Linked DNA regions of Mus musculus: regions 1 and 2 are each linked to region 3. Evidence: chromatin contacts called from public promoter capture Hi-C data. All regions are on one chromosome and are shown on one strand. The core of a region is the stretch at or near the end of the contact, and the rest is flanking DNA. Distances in the headings are between cores, read along the strand shown. Region 1 holds the start of Snx5 (sorting nexin 5). Region 2 holds the start of Kat14 (lysine acetyltransferase 14). Region 3 has its middle 36 kb from the start of Otor.

What was found. Promoter capture Hi-C pulls out the DNA fragments that hold promoters and counts their contacts.
Region 1: a promoter capture Hi-C map of hippocampal neurons shows a contact between it and region 3, with 13 times the contacts expected there. The contact joins the promoter of Snx5 here to the enhancer-like site in region 3. A contact is called at or near these places in 11 of 39 promoter capture datasets (the 3T3-L1 cell line, 3T3-L1-derived adipocytes, cranial neural crest and 6 more), 1 of 484 Hi-C or Micro-C datasets (cortical neurons) and 6 of 115 datasets of contacts at active chromatin or transcription factors (astrocytes, cardiomyocytes, embryonic forebrain and 2 more).
Region 2: a promoter capture Hi-C map of hippocampal neurons shows a contact between it and region 3, with 7 times the contacts expected there. The contact joins the promoter of Kat14 here to the enhancer-like site in region 3. A contact is called at or near these places in 10 of 39 promoter capture datasets (the 3T3-L1 cell line, 3T3-L1-derived adipocytes, the C10 cell line and 6 more) and 3 of 115 datasets of contacts at active chromatin or transcription factors (astrocytes, embryonic stem cells and large pre-B cells).

Annotation. Positions count from the first base shown.
Region 1 is chr2:144,269,601-144,272,300 of GRCm38.p6, forward strand. It overlaps Snx5 (sorting nexin 5), which reads right to left and starts at 1,302. Exons shown (of 14, transcript NM_001199188.1): 1 at 1,101-1,302; 2 at 777-859. The coding sequence starts at 827. Mgme1 (mitochondrial genome maintenance exonuclease 1) reads left to right here and starts at 1,304. Exons shown (of 5, transcript NM_028984.5): 1 at 1,304-1,472; 2 at 2,315-2,700. The coding sequence starts at 2,380.
Region 2 is chr2:144,367,599-144,370,298 of GRCm38.p6, forward strand. Kat14 (lysine acetyltransferase 14) reads left to right here and starts at 1,437. Exons shown (of 11, transcript NM_181417.3): 1 at 1,437-1,559. It overlaps Pet117 (PET117 homolog), which reads left to right and starts at 1,385. Exons shown (of 2, transcript NM_001164813.1): 1 at 1,385-1,559. The coding sequence starts at 1,464.
Region 3 is chr2:143,113,465-143,116,250 of GRCm38.p6, forward strand. No RefSeq gene overlaps it. Among named protein-coding and RNA genes, the nearest start is that of Otor, 36 kb to the left of the region's middle. Within about 2 kb of position 1,442, at least 12 of the 459 cell types and tissues checked have an H3K27ac peak or open chromatin away from gene starts, as enhancers often do. A contact at or near this core is called in cortical neurons and hippocampal neurons, where this site is marked.

The DNA.
Region 1 (2,700 bases), core at 52-2,551, 1.2 Mb after region 3:
AAAAACAAAAACAAAAACAAAAAAAAAAATGTTTGCCCATTCAAAGGTACTTAAAATGAAATCTTAATTCAGCTCTTATTAAAATCTAAGAGCTCCCATATTACTGACGATTTTGTCCACAAAACTGACTCATAACCTACCTGTGCGGTGGAAAATTCAAGTTTAAAGAGCCAATAAAAGTAGAATCCTTTATTGCCCGTATAGCAATCCCTGTTTATTGCATTAGTCCTCAAGATATTTGCAGCCCGAGGGTTATATCAACACACAGGATTTACTAAAAATTACAACTCCCACGAGGACACATTTAGCGTTCCCAAGTTGCAAAAACCATGCTACATACAGATACTCGTTAGAAATCTCCCCACTATTTTAAACGAAAAGGCCATTTTCTTAAAAGGAGATAGGAATAGCAAACGAAACTTTGATCCACTTTCCAATTACCATGTAGTCGATTTAAGTTTTAGGAGCAAAAGAAAAAAGAAAAAAAAAAAAACCACGCTCCTAAGGGCTTCAGAGGATTAGCCTCAGTCGAATGACTGGCAGAGCGTCGGTCAGCTTCCCACCGAGAGCTCAAGAAGTGGGGTCCCACTTGTCTGGGTCTCCTTGGTCAGAGAATGAGCGTGCAGAGACACCCCGTTGGAAAGCCATCTCTAAAGGGGTGGTTGAGGGAAAACCTCGGGATCTTGCTGGGGTCCGAGCCCCAGAGAAGATCCACCCAGCCCAAGGAGGCCGGCGGGAACCTCCAGCCCAGGTAGCGAGCGAGGAAGGGATCTCACCTTGCTGCGGTCCTCCTCCTGCTGCTCCAGCAACTCGGGAACCGCGGCCATGGCGACGCGGGCCTCGAGCAGGGGCCGTGTGGCTGTGCGAGGAAAGAAGAGGCTGGGCCGCCGCCGGGGCGCCTTTCAGGGGCGGCCGCGGCCCCGCCTCCGCCGGCCTCCTTGCCGGACGGCGGCTGGAGGCCGCGGGACTCCGCCACCATCCCAGCAGCCCCGGGCGCAGGCCAGCGAGCGGCACGCCACGTGCTCCCCCAGTGCGGCCTCCCCCGTCCCCGCGGCCGTCCATCTTGGAGCCGGGCAATAGAAGCTACGCGGGGAGCCTACCCTCGCTCCGCGCCACGCGGACACCAGCACCGGAGGGCCGCGACGGGAACGCGGGCTCCGAACCCTCCGCCGGCGAGGCACGCCTCGAGAAAGGACGCGCACCGCGGCCCGGGCAATTTATGGCTCAGCCAGAGTCCAAGATGGCGAGCGGCGGTGACGTGCGCGAGATCTCGTGAGCGCGACAACGCGCGGCTTGACGGCGCCCGCGCTTCTGCTTCGGGGGCGTGGAGGGGATGGCGCCTCACAGGTGCGACGGGAACGCCGTAGTGCATGCTGGGGCCGCCTCGCTTTGGGAAAGCGCGGGACCGATGAAAGTACGGGTCCCGAGAGGGTTGTTTGCGGGCTGGGTGTTACAGCGTGGTGGCATCTCAGGTACAGCTAGAACCCTGCCGCTGACCGACCTTCTATTTAAATACTCTCTTCCCTATCCAAACTCGGGCACGAAGGGCCACGCTTGTCCTGTCGCAGCCATGGGAGACACCTGCAGAGATCATTTTCTGGAATTAACGTTGGATGGGCTGTGCAGACCCACTTGCGACATGTCCCGAGTCTGGACCACGAGGTCACAGTAGCACCCACTTTTTAAAGGGCGGCGTGAGGAATAGATGAGCGATGCCCATACAGAATATTTAGTAAGAGTTTGGTATGTAGATGTAGGTGTTTAACTGTTAATTAAGACTTGTGAATTTGTTGGGGGGGGGCAGATTGTAGTTGTTTTGTTTCTAGAGACAAAGCCAAGCTAACCCAAAATCTCAATTTCATACTGCCTCAGCCACCCAAGTAACTTAAGTTTCCTGGTCTATGCCTCCAGGCCTTGTCACATTCAGATTTAAGGTGTCATATCCGAAACGGCCAACACATTAACATTGAACAAAAGCCACTTACAATTTTCATGAATCTTACTTGGGAATGATTTTCTCTTTTTTTTTGGAAACGTCAAAAGTTTAGTGTATGCACTTTTAATGTTCTTGTGGGTTTTTTTGTTTTTGTTTTTTGGTTTTTTGAGTCAGGGTTTCTCTGTGTAGCCCTGGCTGTCCTGGAACTCACTTTGTAGACCAGGCTGGCCTCTAACTCAGAAATCCACCTGCCTCTGCCTCCCAAGTGCTGGGATCAAAGGCGTGCGCCACCACACCCGGCTCTTGTGTGATTTTCAATTTGATGGTTTTAATATAGAAAATGTCTTAAACCTAACACCACTTTTTTTTTTTTTTCAGATACGAACAGAACACACTTTTAAACTTTCCAGACTAGAGAAAAGTTAGAGGGGCGAAGTCTAAAAATGAAACTGCCTCTGACCTTCTGCAGGCTGCTTAGCAGGTTAAACAGATTTTCTGTAAAAGCAAGCCCTCCTGTGAGTTTCTCCACTTTCTCTTATTTGTGTAGCCAGAAGAAGAAAAACTCTTACGAAGCAGTAGACCAAGCGAAGTACTCTCGTTTAGTACGCTCTGTCTTGTCCAGAGGCCCGGCCCAGACTCCAGAGTCGTTGTTCAAGGAAGATGATGTACTGTATGGACCAGTGAGTAAGCATAAGGCTGCAGAGCCGGAGCCACAGGCCAGAGTCCCACAACACTGCTTTCCTATCTTCAATGAAGAGAGAACC
Region 2 (2,700 bases), core at 187-2,686, 1.3 Mb after region 3:
CTGGTGTGTATAATAATAAATAAATCTTTGTGCTGGCGCAAGCAGAGGTCCTAAATTCAATTTCCAACAACCACATGAAGGTTCACAACCATCTGTACAGCTACAGTGTATTCATATACATAAAATAAATCTTTAAAAATAAATAAACCTAGATTCTTTAAAAAATAAATTAAAGTCGGGCGTGGTGTCGCATGCCTTTAATCCCAGCACTCAGGAGGCAGAGGCAGGCGGATTTCTGAGTTTGAGGCCAGCCTGGTCTACAAAGTGAGTTCCAGGACAGTCAGGGCTACACAGAGAAGCCCTGTCAAAACAAACAAACAAAGAAACAAACAAAAAACACCAAAAAAATTAATTAAAAAAAAAAAACCAAAGATATAACCAATGCAGTATGCTAACTGTTCATAATAGTATTTTCTTCATGCCGTTTGGGTTCACTTAACAGAGAACGAAAGAGCAAAGCATACTGAGACGAAGTGAATGTTGGGGAAACACTGGGAATACCTAATCAAGGCCTGAATGAGCCTTATCATTGTTGTCTATCGGTTTTCAGCAGCAGCTTTGAATGTGTACTTTCCTGGGTAAGAGTGATTTACTGATATGCCATTCTTCATTGGCATCACAAATACTTAAAAGTTCTGGGAAGCCAAGTCTCTTTTTTAATTTAAGGGGTAAGTGCAAATGACACCATCCTTAGCCTCTTGTGAACTACTCTGACACAAGGATCTTACAAGCATTCCTGAAAGGCTCCAAGGGCATCAACGACATTTTTTTTTTCTTTTGGTTTTTTGAGACAGGGTTTCTCTGTATAGCCCTGGTTGTCCTGGAACTCACTTTGTAGACCAGGCAGGACTCGAACTCAGAAATCCGCCTGCCTCTGCCTCGGGAGTGGTGGGATTAAAGGCGTGAGCCACCACGCCGGGCAACGCCATTTCTTAAGATTACAGGAGCTAAACATGTCCGGATCCTTGCCTGACCCAGTGCATTTCCCAACAGAAGTTTAGTAGGCAACAAGGTGTAGCCGAGGCTGAGGCAGGATTGCGAGTTTGAAGCTAGTTTGAGCTGCACAGCAATACCTTGTCAAAAAACCAACCACCCAGCTTTTAGACTCTAAGAAAATTTAGGGTCTGATCAGTCGCCCCATAGCGACCAGATGTCCTCCGTACATACTCCACTGGCACTCCCAACCCCACCCTCGCGACTCCAAAGCAGCCCAGCACTGCGACTTCCTGGTGAAGGCGGTCCCCAAATAGGAAAGCCAGGGCCCCAGGCAGCCACTCCCAAGAAGCAGCGAAGCGGGCCAGGGGTTACGCTCGGCGCTCGATTGCTAGAGCCTGGCGACGATAGCACTTGCAACGGCTCTGCGCTCGAGAGGTCGAGCCTGGCCCGTTGCGGCTGCGGCGGCGGCGGCGGCTGTGGCGGCGGCGGGGGCGGGCGCGGGAGCGAGTCCGCGGCCGGGAGCGGGAATGTCGAGGAGTTCGAAGGCAGTGCTGGGCCTCTCGGTGCTGCTGACGGCGGCCACGGTGGCCGGCGTGCATCTGAAGCAGCGGCAGGACCGGCAGGTCGGTGTCACGTGACCGCGTCTTCCGGGGCGCCGAGCCCGCAGCTGTCCCTGCGCGCGTGGCGGGCCGGGCGGGCTGCAAGGGCGCGTTCAGGACGCCGACTTCTCTCCCCCAGCCACGAGGCGGGAGACTGGGGCGGAAGCCTCGGGGCAGGGGTGTAGTCCAGAGTTAGAGAGTTGCTAGGGTGAGCTCGAGGCCCTGGGGGCAGCACAGCCCACAAAGCCTTACCCAGGAATTGTTAAATCCGGAGATAAAGCAGCTCACACCCAGCACACCCCCCAGTGCCTTTGGCTAAAGAAACTTGAGATTTTTGCAACTTGCATTAACAAAACATTTTGCTACTGGACTTAGGTTCTGGAAAGGATAAAAGGTAGCGAGCGCCCTTCACGTTTTCTTTTAATGGCTTTCTTTCGGAGAATAACTGGCTTATTAATCAGCGACTAACCGACTCTTCCTCATTCCAGTTTGCAACGCTGGCTAGTGCGCTGAGCACACTGAGAACACATAGTTAATTATAACCTCTCGAGATTGTTCTTTTTATAATGGTGCCACACTGTGCTGGCCAGTACTTGGTATTTGCCCTTTCAAGCAATACCTTTACAGTTATTTGGTTTGAATCGGATTTGCCATGGGCAGAAGTTACTGAAAGCCTCAAGAGTCACCAGACCATCGACCTTTGTATTCACAAACTAGGAATTGCAATGAAACTAGGCTTGCAAATTCAGAACCATTTTGAGGAGCAGGGTCGATGTGCAGTGATGGAGAAGCACACAAGGAATTAAAGATTTGGGATTAAAATATGGTTCCCCAGGGATATCTTCTGGAGTAGAAGCAAGAAACTTCCTTCTTGGGAGGAAAAGGAAAAGATGGTGGTTCTAATTAAACTTGGAAGACAGGGTGTCTGTGTCCTCCTGATGTGTTTTGGAGACAGCGTTTGCTATCAGTTTTGTTTCAAACTCTGTTCCCCTGAGAAGTTTTTACAGTATGAGCAGACCAATTAAATCAGATCTCTGGAGCATGGAGACTCAGCTGTGTTCCAAAAGGCACGCCAAAGGCTTTAATGAAACGGTTGAGAATCACAGTTAGAGAATGGAAGTGTGCAAAGATCTAGTTATTTCTTGGAAGTTAGTGACCAAGACAT
Region 3 (2,786 bases), core at 192-2,691:
ACACTTTTTTTAATAATTTTACAATTTGGAGAACAATATTCTTATTTAAATTATTTACATTTATATGGGATTAATTGTTGTTACTCTCCTACATAAACAAATAAGAACTTTTTCCAAGTTCCTAATTACAGTATCACTGATAATGTTATATATATGCTCCATGCAAAGGTACTTGGAGGGCTGGTGAGATGGCTCAGTGGGTTAGAGCACCCGACTGCTCTTCCAAAGGTCCGGAGTTCAAATCCCAGCAACCACATGGTGGCTCACAACCATCCATTAAGGAGATCTGACTCCCTCTTCTGGAGTGTCTGAAGACAGCTACAGTGTACTTACACATAATAAATAAATGAATCTAAAAAAAAAAAAAAAAAAAAAAGGTACTTGGAGTCCTCAATTTTTCAGTGTAAAAGAACAAAGTTTGGAGAATTGAATTGAGAGCTCATAATATGAAATCTACATCTTACCAGCAGATGGCACCACAAACACATAAAACCTAAACTTGAGGCTTTGGTTAAGGTGGAAATGTAAGAGATTTACATACATCAGTTGCAAATGAGATCTAGCTTTCCCCAAAGGAGATTCTTCTCTGCCTTTGGTTGCTCTTTATGTGAAAAGGAAACTGCCTTAAGTGGCCTGCAGATTACTCTGAGAGTGGGCAGAGATGCCTCACTAATCATACTCACCCCAGTGCCCATAAACTAATTATCTCCTTGGCCAAATCCATAGACTGACTGTATCTCAGAGCGATGTCTCTCTGCATGGTAGCCATGCAGTATGGTCAGACATGTCAGTTCCCTAGCATCACAGAGAGCTGTACAATAGAACCCAGAATTTACTCCTTGGGGAATGTGTTCTAAGAAACCACATTATTCCAACGATATATGCACGTGCCTCTCCTGCTGTGACATCACAGATTGCTGTAAGTTGAGTTTAGAGGATTCTCTTTCCTAACCAGCCTTGCAATCTCTAAAATGTGTCTTTCTCTTCTGTGTATCAATGACAGCATACTCCAACATAACTTGTCCATCTTGACTCTCTGTATCTGTGCACTGTGGAAGTTAATGTCATTTCTACAGGGAGACCTAACTCTGGAGCAGACCTGCTTCCATTAACCTTTCTAAGTTCCTGTTTTGCACACAAATCCCCTTTGCTGTATTGACTCAAGCTTGCTATTTTTCCCTCCAGATTTTAATGTCTCTGCTTTTCTGGAGGGAATCCCCATGTCTCGTGCTGACTTAGTGTCTCAGCCTTGCTCCAAATGATTCACACTCCTTTTCTATCCACCAGTAGATGAGAAAATGCAGTACGGTTCCTATGGAATGTTGGAGGGACATGCAATGGCCTAGCATGGCTACTACATTGCAGTCTCTCCCATCCCACCCCACTTTCCAGGCATTCAAGTAAACCAGCTTGATCAGGGAGCTTTAGGTGGCCGAGTTCCAAAATCTGCTCCGACAGATTGTTTCTGGGTTTCTGCAGTGACAGCCTCCTACTCTCAACTCTGCCCAAGAATGCCTGAGACCCAACCATTTTTTTTTTTTTAACTTTCACTAGAAGCTGACTGGCAGGTGCATTGGTGAGCAATGTGCTGCATTTGTGGGAGGTTTCAGAGATATGCAGAGGTCCACAGACGTGGAGTGGTACTGCAGTAGAGTCATAGCAGTGCCACTTCTCTTTGATCCTGGCCACCTTCCATGACACTTGCTCTAGCCTGCACCATCCCTTTATTCTTGTCGCCTCTTCCTCCAACCCCTCATCCCTCCCTTTTGAGAAGAAACACCATTTCTCCCATCCCTTCTGCAGTACAGAGGCCCCCAAACCATCTCTCATGGTGCACACCAAGTTTTTTCTTTAAGTTAAAATGCCGTGATCTCTCTGTGTGTTCATTAATCTTCACTGTGATTAAGGGTGTGGAAGCAGCCAGCACCTGACTGTGGTGTGTATAGGAGGGGTCTCTGGCAGGAGATTATGATCAGCTACAGTGACCCCGATAGCATTTCCGTGACTGAATGCAGGCAGCTTCAAAAGCACACACACACACACACACACACACACACACACACAGAGAGAGAGAGAGAGAGAGAGAGACCAGGAGAGACATATGCACACACTCTCTTTCTCTGGCCCCTACACCAACCACCGTGAGACTCTGCTAACAGGAAGACCACCACTGATAGCCCTAGGACTGAGAGCTAAAATCAATGTATGAGTCAGTGGTATTGTGCTAGTATGCAAAAAGGAAAAGAAAAAGAAATGTGTACAAAGAGCTTTTAGCCCAACAAATAATGACTAGCTTTCCCCCATCTCCTCCTCCATAGGTTATATGTGGTGCAGTACAGGATAGTCTCAAACTCACTACGTAGGCCAGAGTGGCATTGAACTAACATTCATCCAGTCTTAGCCTCCTGATGCTGCTATCACCACTAAACTCAGGAAAAAACAGATTTTCCTTTATATATTTGGAATTGCAGTTTCTCTTAAATTTGGCTTCCTGACTATCAAAGTCAAGAATTTTTACAGGACTGATGTGTTCAGGGGGTGATGACAGAGGGCACAGAGACAACCAAAAGCTCTAGAGATCGCCCGAATGCTTCTCAGCTCTGATGGCCAACAGGCTTTTATTTCTCTAGGTGCTGGCAGGATTTATGTCAACTTGCCACAAGCTGAGAGGAGTGACCCTCAACTGAGAAAGTGCTTTTATAAGGCTGGGCTGTAGGCAAGCCATTAGGGCGTTTACTTAATTCATGACTGATGTGGGAGGGTCAGGTCCATTATGGGTGGGGCTA